2 separate regions of the Sus scrofa genome follow, and region 2 is linked to region 1. A link is a contact called in public HiChIP or PLAC-seq data. All regions are on one chromosome and are shown on one strand. Each heading gives the region's core, a stretch centred on a gene start, on an enhancer-like site or on the middle of the called end of the contact. The rest is flanking DNA. Distances are from core to core; before and after follow the strand shown. Region 1 has its middle 160 kb from the start of DTHD1. Region 2 has its middle 370 kb from the start of NWD2.

The links. HiChIP or PLAC-seq counts read pairs in DNA pulled down with a chosen protein or histone mark.
Region 2: an H3K27ac HiChIP or PLAC-seq map of alveolar macrophages shows a contact between it and region 1. The contact joins two enhancer-like sites. A contact is called at or near these places in 3 of 47 Hi-C or Micro-C datasets (alveolar macrophages, heart right ventricle and liver) and 1 of 2 datasets of contacts at active chromatin or transcription factors (alveolar macrophages).

What each region holds. Positions count from the first base shown.
Region 1 is chr8:28,156,368-28,161,562 of Sscrofa11.1, forward strand. No RefSeq gene overlaps it. Among named protein-coding and RNA genes, the nearest start is that of DTHD1, 160 kb to the left of the region's middle. Within about 2 kb of position 2,349, at least 1 of the 83 cell types and tissues checked has an H3K27ac peak or open chromatin away from gene starts, as enhancers often do. A contact at or near this core is called in alveolar macrophages, where this site is marked.
Region 2 is chr8:28,426,517-28,431,711 of Sscrofa11.1, forward strand. No RefSeq gene overlaps it. Among named protein-coding and RNA genes, the nearest start is that of NWD2, 370 kb to the right of the region's middle. Within about 2 kb of position 2,860, at least 2 of the 83 cell types and tissues checked have an H3K27ac peak or open chromatin away from gene starts, as enhancers often do. A contact at or near this core is called in alveolar macrophages, where this site is marked.

The DNA.
Region 1 (5,195 bases), core at 1,099-3,598:
TGAAGCTAAGTTTGGAAACAGAGAGAAAGAGAAAAGTGTGTTCCAAGCCAGAAAATTGCATATGAGAGGTAAAGAAGTAAGATAAAAGTGAATACATCAGGAAAGAAGAAGTAGTTAATATGACTAGAATATGGAATTACTCAGTCCTGTATAATGTGGCTAAACACTGGATTTCAAAGACAGTATAAAATTTTTTTCAAAAGGAAAGTGAAAAATATCAATAATATTTTAAACTGATTGTATATTCAAGATATAATATTTAGAATATTTTAAGTTAAATCAATTTTTAAATTAATGATATCTTCTTTTTACCTTTTTATATGTGACTTCTAGAAAATTTAAATTATGTATGTGACTGCATCTGCATTTGTGTTGTACTCGTATTGAATAGGACTGGTGGAACCATAAAGTAGGAAGTGATAAGAAATGTTAGAATTATAATGGAGAGAGGGAAAAAGTTATTAGGTATTTATTTTGCCTATATAATGCAGGGTGTGAAGATAGCACCTCTTGTTTGGAGGATTTAAGATTCTCACCAGTTTCCACCACTTCAGACTTCAAAACCACTCCTTCCTTAATTCTGGGAATTGACAAAGGCTGAATCTAATGTGCTCACAAACAAGTTTGTCAGTTAGAATCACCTTGAAAGGGATTTAGAGTTTTTTCTCTCCTTCTCCCACTTCTATTTACATGTGTCTTGGAAAAATCTCCCAGTAGTTCTCGTTTATAAGAAGGACACCAAAACCTACATGAAGGAAGCTAAAATGGAAACCTTTGGTGCTGTCAGTAGCACCTGCTCTTCCTTCCTTCATACATCCTACCCTAACTGCACTTCAGGAAATCCACCTGCTCCCCACTCTTCATCAGGAGGCTTCAGGAAGGATTTTCCCCTTGCCCTGAAGCCTCAGGTATGGAATCCAATTAACCCTTGGCTTAGAGGTGTCTGTGTGTCCCAAATCTTTGCTCATAGGGATTAATTCAGAGGAGGGCATGTAACACAGTGTCAGAGCCAGCGAGACACTGGAGATGTTTGCTATGGCTTCTAGGAAAGAAAAGCTTCTTTTTCTTCTCAGAGAAGCATGGGAAGGGATTCCCTATGCAGCTGGTTTGTGCAGTAAGAACCTGTCCTCAGTTTCCAGCCATCTCACAGTGACAAGGGAAGATCCTGCCCAAGTGTGGCCAGGAGGGGAGGAACAGGACTGAGAAACACAGGCGCTAGAGATGACTCTACCTACCTTGGCTTGGGTAGATTAAATGTCTGTGTACTTATTTGCACATCTTCCAGTTTGTTGAAGACTGGACCAGACTTTTAAGCTGTTATTTTGATTTCATGATTTTACTGATGGAAAACCAATCAAAGAGGTTAAGTTTCACTTATCCATGGAAACCACTGTCTAATCTAAGTAACTGTTCCCATGCTCTAACCAAGCCTTCCAACCAAAGAATGTGTAAAATGTCTAATATTAGGTATCCAAGGAACTAGAAAATTTGTCAGAACAGCATGCAATTTTGAAAGGAACTTTTCATTACAATTATGACTTGCATGTTCTGTGGTCCTGTACTGTCTCCAATGTTAGGAAGTTAGCATAACCAGGATATGGTTGTCATATCTCTCATTACCTGCTTTTGGTCTTGAAACTGAAATTATCCTTTGCATGCTGAGACTTTTCAGAAAAATGACCCTACATGATAATTCCATATTGTTTGATTTTTAGAGGAACTTATACAAAATAATTTAAAAACATTGTGTATTGATTTTATGCTTGGTAATCCTAGGAGAAGAATACTAATGACCATAATGCTTATTATTAACAGATTATTCCTCAACAACAATAAAATATATTATAACACTTCTCAAACTGTATATCCATTGTTCTTAGTGCCCTGACTGGGGAGAAAATCTTTGAAAACTCTGTAGGGAGCTGTGTGCTGAGTTTTAGTTGAGTCACATATACTATTGCTTATGTGAAACTGCCCATGTCTATTTTTTCTACCTCTGTGATTCATGTGCACTTACCAAGTATCTTAACTAGATTAGATACTCAATAAATACCCTACATATTATCTGAGAATGATTTAATACGCTTATATGTTCAGAACGTTCTTTTCCCCCAACATTTTTTTAATACTAGAATAAATATGATTGATTTATGACTGAGAAGACAGGAAAATTATATTTTTATCTTAAACTTAATGTTTTGTTATAGTTTTTTTTAGAATACATTAAGATCCTGCCTTAGATATTTTCTTAGGTCAAAATCTAGAAAAAGTATCATTAATGACACCAGGAGTTCACTCTAGCACACTAGCAATTTTGAGTAGGAGGATTATGACAAATTCTTTCTCATATCCCCATTTAGCAACCACACTCTGCCAACACTAAGCATTAAGAGGTTTTTTTTTTTTTTTAAAGCCCAATTTTATTGTCAGAAATGTTTGGAAATTGGCTTGGATTGGCAAAAATATTGCTGGGTGGCCTACTTTAAATTCTTTAACCCAGTCACACTTATCATTTAGAAATGGCAAGATAGATTTCATAGATGAGCTTTTAAAAGCATTTCCTCCTGATATAGCTAGCTCAGTGGTTCTGAAGTAGTGGGAAAAAGAGCTATTCAAGGAGAGAACGGGGTCTTTGAGCACAAGACGACAGAAGAAAAAGTAGCAAGCCAATGGAAGTAATGGTTCAAAGCACTAAACCAAAGGTAGAAAGAGAATTCCTCCTGGAGCAAACATGTGAAAATAGAACAATTGTATTCTGACATTTGCAGGACAAGAGAAATAATGAGGACATGTTTGAAAAAATGTAAATGATATATTTAGATCTTGCTTATTTCAAAGTTTTTCCTTTTGCTAACTCTCAAAGCAAGATCATTAGCAATAAATAGATTAAGGCTACATGGAAGAAATATACTGCAAGCAATTATTGGTAAATGTCTCAAAAGCCACATACGCATCTTTCAATTTGCTTTACCTGTTATGCTCAACTGAGGATACATTGTAGAGCCTTCAACACAAATAGTTCAATGAATGGGTAAAAGGATAAAGCCATTGTGCTTTTTTTTTTTCTTGGCCACTGTGTCTTGGTTCAGAGAAAGGTGATAGTTCAGCCCTATTCAAGGAATCCCTGTGCTTGAGCCCCAGTTGGAATTTTTCCTTTTTTCTTTTTTATTATGGCTACATCACAGCATATGTAAGGGATTTAATCCAAGGTGCAGCATATGTAAGGGATTTAATCCAAGGTGCAGCTGCAGTCTACACTACGACTGTGGCAACACCAGATTCTTTAACCCACTGCATCAGGCCAGGTATCAAACCCATACCTCCTTTGCAGCAACCCAAGCCAGCAGCAGTCAGGTTCTTAACCTATTGCACAACAGTAGGAACTCCCCAGTTTGAATTTTTCTATTCAAAGTAGAAGTATATTGATTGGGTGGGGCAATACCCAGCAGCCAACTCCCTTCCTGGTGAGGAGAATGTGACACAAGTGGGGAATAACATTTTCTTTTCATGGTACTAATGCAAGCATAACTCTGGCAGTGAGAATTATTGCCACACTCTCTAGGAAGGCTAGTTCCTGGCATATTTCTACCTTTAGCTTGTCTACTGATTATAGGGGAGCAAAATGGAGCTGGCCTAAGCGTTAATGTCAGATGATAACATTTGTCAGGCTAGAGCCTGCTCAGGAGTCATCTGGTTGATGAGCTGACCAAAAAAAATCCCGAGTTCCCGTCATGGCGCAGAGGAAACGAATCCTACTAGGAACCATGAGGTTGCAGGTTTGATCCCGGGCCTTGCTCAGTGGGTTAAGGATCAGGCATTGCTGTGAGCTGTGGTGTAGGTTGTAGATGCGGCTCGAATCTGGCGTTGCTGTGGCTGTTGTGTAGGCAGGCAGCTACAGCTCTGATTACACCCTTAGCCTGGGAACCTCCCTATGCTGCAGGTGTGGCTCTAAAAAGACAAAAGACTCCCCCCCCCAAAAAAAAAATCCCAGTTAACAAGGATTTATTGAACACCCATTTTGCACAGTGAAAAATCCAAAACCAACCTGAAAACCGAGTTAAGGGGTTTATATTATCCAGAGACAAACATACATCTCAAAAGAAAATTATATTTCTTTGTGATAAGGTTCATATGAAAAATATGAAGAGTCTTCTGTAAAAGCACAAAAGGGCAGAAATGTCTTTAATACAAAATCCAAAATAAAGTTAAATCGTTAACAATTAGTTTGTCACAAGACATCTCCCTCTGCTCCCCAAAACTCTTTAGGGTATTCTTTTAAAAATTTTTGTTTAAACTACATTACTTAAACTATTCATTGAATTGGTGAAAGTCAAAATTACAGAAGTCAACACTGCTAGCAATGTGGTTTTTTTAGTTAAATGTTTTGTTTTTCAATTATTCTGTCACGTGACTGTGACAGAATCAAGGTGTTAAAATGTAGAGATTCACATAAACATGCAATTATAAAGTTTAGCAAATTTGGTAACAACAACGACAAAAGGATAGGGCATTAGGAGACAGCTGAAAAACAAGAGACCGGAGGATGAAGGGAAACTTCCTAAGGGGGGAAATTAGGGAGCTAGGTGTAAACAGAGGAGTAGGGCTTTGGAAACTGGGGTCTGAAGGAGGGTTCAAAGGAATGGAGATAAGACAGAACCAGCTCTGGAAAGACGTTTCAAGCTCTTCAAGACTGCTGGAACACAAGGTATGAGGCAGAATGTGGGGAGAGGTGAAGCAGAAGAGAACAGCATCCGCGAAGGTCAAGTCTTGGCCAAGAGTCCAAAGAAGGAAGGGCATCAGTGTTCTGGGATTCCCTGAAACCATGCAGAGGATGATCTCTACTTCTGTGTGTACTTTTTTTCCCCAGGCAGCCTGTACTTTTCATCAAAATTTCAACATGATAGCCAAATGGACAATAATACCTATGAAAATGTGTTCAAAAAGCAGCTCTCAGAGAAATGCAAGTTAAAATTACAAAGAGACACCGCTACACATCTATTAAAATACATATGTATTTTTTTTAAAAAAAAACACTAAAACTACCAAATATTATGGAGATGTGGCACAACTGGTGAGAGTATAAAGTAGTAAAAATCACTTTGGAAAATTACCAGTTTCTAATAACAGAATCAAACAATTACTCTGTGACCCAGAAACTTCATTCCTATACTTCAGTCTCAAAATAAGTAAATTTT
Region 2 (5,195 bases), core at 1,610-4,109, 270 kb after region 1:
ATTCATCTGCCATGATTCAAAACCCACCTTCATTATCATTCAGTGTCTATAGGCACCTCTCTCAATAGGAGGAGAGGTTGGGTATTTGTCAGATTGAATTAAAACAATCCTGGTCCCCAAGAGACTTACATAAGTGACGTGAAAAACAGAAAATTAGCAGCTGTGTAAAAATATGTAACTGAAAATTTACCAAGTGGAAAAAAAAAAAGATGAGAGTGTTTGACACAGGCAATAGACTGAAGAAAGTGGGGACACTTTGGAAGGGAGTATGGGCAAATTCAGAATGCCTATCCTTGGCAGTTTGTTTCCAGGTCCATTTTACATGCTTTTGTTCTGCTCTGTATCACAGCACTCTTGACCCCTGTAGACTGTATCTTCCTTATTTTTGTATTAGGCAGCTTGACAATGGGAGGAAACAGGAGAAGATCAGAGAATTAGTGGGAGGAAAGAAGAAGCCAGGGTACGTCTGCCTGGTTCTCTGTTTGCTTATGGTGATGTCTTCCCAGTGGCTGGGTGCTTGCCTGGCTCCAGGTCCTCCTTGACAGTTCCATCATAATTTCAGCTCTCATCAGCCCCCGAGTTTAGTAACACTGCCTCTTTGCTTAGATCTCTATTTTAGAAATGGTAGCCTCTTCCTAACTTGTTTCTGTGTTGCCTCAATGCCTCTGCTTGGCTCTCCAGCTTTTCCATGACCTATATCCAGTGAGCTTTATTAAATCTCACTCTTTTAAAGATAGCTTAGGTTTGTTTTTTTCCTGGTTAGGACTGATATAGAAAAGATGAAGAAAAATGTAGAAGAAATAACATATATTTCAAGTCCTTAAACAGTGGTATGTCATTTGGGCTGTCTAAACTTGGGAAACAGATGTGAATATTATATGCCTCAAGTTCTCATTAATTCATCCTTCCCTTCATTCAACCATCTACAAAATGAAAATAATAATACCTACATTCTAGTGTTATTGTGGGAATAAAGTCATGCACAGAAATTTCTTGGCATTGTGCCTCTTTGATAGTAGGTCCTCAGTAAATGATACTTCATTTCCCTTCCTGGCTTCTTCTTGCCTCCAAGCCATCAACATCACAATTATACTTCCTATGCAGTAAATCTTAATCTGTATAGGGTATGGCTAAGACCTTTGAGTCTCTGTGTGTATAAATGTGTTTATTAAATTAAATTACATATATATGTAAAACTTAATCATCACAAGAATTCTTATCAGGCAGCTGCCATTATTAGACCCTTTTTTTCAAGTAAGGAAACTAAGGCTTAATGTTAATTAGTATGTCTCAAGTCATATAGTAAGCATTAGCAAGTGGTAGAGCCAGAAGTCAAATTTATGTCTGGCTGACTCCAAAGTCTGTAGGCTTTACTCTGCTCTATGACCTCCCATCATTACAAAGAGAAATCATATCTGGCCCTCAGATACTATGAAGCCAGGGAAAATATATGACCCCCCCCCAAATACTCCCACCTGTCCTACCCTTTTGGATCTAAGCTATTGTATAGAGTCACCTATAGAACTGGAAACTAGGTTTTTAGCAAAACTGAATAATTTTAGGGTGAAAGATAACATATCTTATGAATTTAGAATGGTAATATTTTACACCAATGGGAAATTCATTAAGAGTTTATAGTATACAATGCTTAAAAATAAAGTATATAAGTATAAAAGCACCTAAAAATGAAGGTGTATTAAGTATATTATACTAATATCAAAGATGTCATGTAAAGGTACGCATAATTTTTAAGAAGGGCAGGCAAAAATGCATTTATTTTTGAAACTATAAGATTACAGACACACTTTTAAGTACAAAATAAGACATGATGATGTCTGAAATATATACATATAAAATTATACATATATATATATAATTAAAGATCACATTATAGCTTACTAAGGATATTTATGGAAATTATTTCATAAAGGTTCTATTTTAAGAAAGTCTCAAACAGTTACATTGCTGAGACATCATGTTTTCTTTCTGCATGAGAAAATACATAAAAACTTTAGAATTAAAAAGATAGTCAAAAGCATGCCATCACAAAGAAATGACATCTACTTAAAAATGTATCATTCATGTCAGTTTTAGATATAAAGTCTTAAGTAACCATTACATCAAACCTCAGCATGGAATAATTAGCTTCTTAAGCATCATTTTTGTACTTTTTCTATAATCATGCAACAAAAATAATAAGCAGAGTGAATACTTCCTTATTTGCTGTATGTAAAACAAGTATTTCCTCATTATAATAAATGGTTCAAAAAAAATCTCTTACAAATTTGTCTTGAAAGACTTAAGCTGAACTAGCAGTACTGATCTGAGGAGGCATCTTATATTTGCAAGTGGGGGAAACACCAATAGAACTAAATTGAAACAGAATGTGTGGATCACTGAACTAGGAAGACTATCTGTGAAGAAACAGATAAAGTAAGGAGAGGAAAGCTGCAAAATACCCTCAAAAACAAGAGAATCAAGATGTAGTGGGTTTCTGGTCTCTACTTAAGGTGTAGATAGTGTGAAAAAGTATTACTCCAAACTTACAAAAAGAAAAAATCAGATAACCTACAAATCTGCAACTTTTCTTGAACCCAAAAAGTGCTGGGGTTGTACAGATATCAACTAACTGAAAATGAGCAGAGACGTTGCTTCCAATAAGAGGGATGTGATCACTTGCTTACTTGAGGCAGACACTGGAGACATGCAAATAGGTAAGAAAAATTCAGTCAACTTTTTAAAAATGAATTCCTCAGCCCAAGCATTGGTTAGCATGAGAGTGCAGAATGACTGGGAACCAGAGATACAGGGAAGTTAGCAACTCACAAGAGCTCCTCCATGGACCTAGCTAGTGCTTAGGAGAAAGATTTGGGCAGAGTGAGAGATCTGAGAGCGCCCCCTCCTGGTACATCCAGGGAAGGGTGGCCGCAGCTGCTAAGAAAAAGACATGAAGACCCATCTAGGATCCTTACTAATTCTCTTCCCTGTAGAACAAAGTGTTAAGCCTTTGTGGGAAGAGCAGCAAACTCTGTTGCCCTCAGGGCATGGGTGAAGAGCTTATAGATAGAGTGGAATGTAGGAGATAATAACCATCTAAGGGCAGAAAAATGTCTTGGATCTTGACCATCAGAGATTCCCCCATCGCATAAGGTGGGGGAAAACCTTGAAAAGGGTTGAAACCATAGCACCTGTCATGATCGAGGATCCAGGACAACAGATAGCATCTCCTTCCCCCCAACTCTCATCTCACCAGGAGTGTACTGCTGGGAAGGGAAAGAAGGTGAAAAGAAAGCTTCGAAGCTCACTGTGACTTTGAGTCTCTCCTTCTCTGCTTGAACCAATCAGATATACCAAAATAATACCTATGACTTTTCCCCACACATTATTTATTCAAGGCCATATTTATTAATTTTTTAATTGAATGTAAACCTCAGTGATATTCTAATATAACTTTTACCCAGCTAAATCAAAATGTTTACTTCATGATAAGATAGTATTTCTATCTTGGCTTTTAGTTGATTTCATGTTGAGTACAGCTCAAATCCTGAACATAAGTTGGAGAAGTTATTTAGCTTTCTCTTAGCCCCCATGCTCACTTCTATATTCTGCTCTGCACTGAAGAAGGGGAATTTGCAACTAGATTTTTCATGACCCGTTTTTAGCTGATTTTCTATTACTCCTGTGTTCCGCCAATAGGAACACTTGTGTGAGATGAAAAGATTGAAAGAAAGTAAAGCTTTCTGCTTCTGGTTCCTATAGTATGGCACTTGATGCCAGTTGATGGGAATTGTGATGTATGCTGCAAAGGTAGGATGATTTTAGATTCAGCGACCTGAAGAGAAGCAGTAACTTTTCAGAAATTTGAGCCCTGGTAGAAGCAGCTCTGCTCAGCAAATGCAGAACTGTCCATAATACTGTATCTAACAGGGCAGTGTTGGGCTCCTAGACTCCATTCCATCATTAAAATCGACTTTGGATTTCACATGATCACAATTTTTTATTCTGCAGCCACCTTCCTTTTCTCTTTTACAGCTTTATCCCTGTGAACATCTTTGAAGCCATTTCCTTGTATTCCATTCTCTGTGATTGAAATTTCTAGAGTGGTTTCTTTATTCCTATCTAGACCCTTCCTGATATATGTGTGTCTTAATTCATAGGTATTTCAAGAAGGAATAGTGAAGCAACTGGGACAGAGTCCTACGATTCACCTGCCAGAGGAGGCAAAGAGCTTTGCGGCTGAAATACATCATCTGACAAAGTCAAGTTCTAATTATATTTATGCAAGGTTAAATTTGAAGTGAAAAAGTAAGTGCTGATTTAGTGATGCCATTTACTAGACTGTTGACCTTCTCTTATTGATCTGTCAACAGTAAAATGGAATTAATGTGGCTACCTTGTAATGGAATGGACATTTTCCCCATGCGTTTGAAGTTAAGATAAGCTCTTACTTGAATCTCTTCAAGTAAGATATGCTCTTACTTGAATTAAAATCACGTGTGATTTTAATCTCTTCCTTCTCCTTTGCTATGACTCAGAAATTCATAGGTGCTTCATCTGGAGAGATTTTTTGGCCTACCTTTCCCCTCTAACTATGTTGTGTGCTAATGCCATGAGTTTTCCTGGTACGCTCTACTTCCCCATCAGAACATTGAATTAGCTTCATTATTGTTGTTTAATTTATTATCACCTCAGATAAGTTTCACTGAGGGCAAGGAAACTGCTTCAATCTCCTACCATCCTACAGCCATACTCACCACTGCTTCTTCAGAACACAGCCCTTGTAAATGTTTCAATAATTATTGTTGAATGATGGGATTACTCCAAATATCTATTAAGCCACACTGGCCCTTCTCTTCAACAGTATGGGAAACACAAACAGCATGTAAGATAGGTTTCTAAATCCTAAAGATCAGACAATTGCCTGTGAGGTTGAGGCACACAGAAAGTGAATTCAGAAATACCTGTCATGTGAGGTGTAAGAAGACATATGCTGCAAATCACAGTCCTTCACTGACCCCACAATCTTCCATCTGACTTTTCCTTTTCACAGAGAGACGTGAGCATATGATGTCAGGTGTCATGTGGAAGGGATTATCAGCAGCTCTTTTTTATTACTTTAAGTACACAGTGTCTCCAAGAGAAGTTTGTGCAAATATTTCAGAAGTATTTTGTCACCACTGACATTTGCATGACTA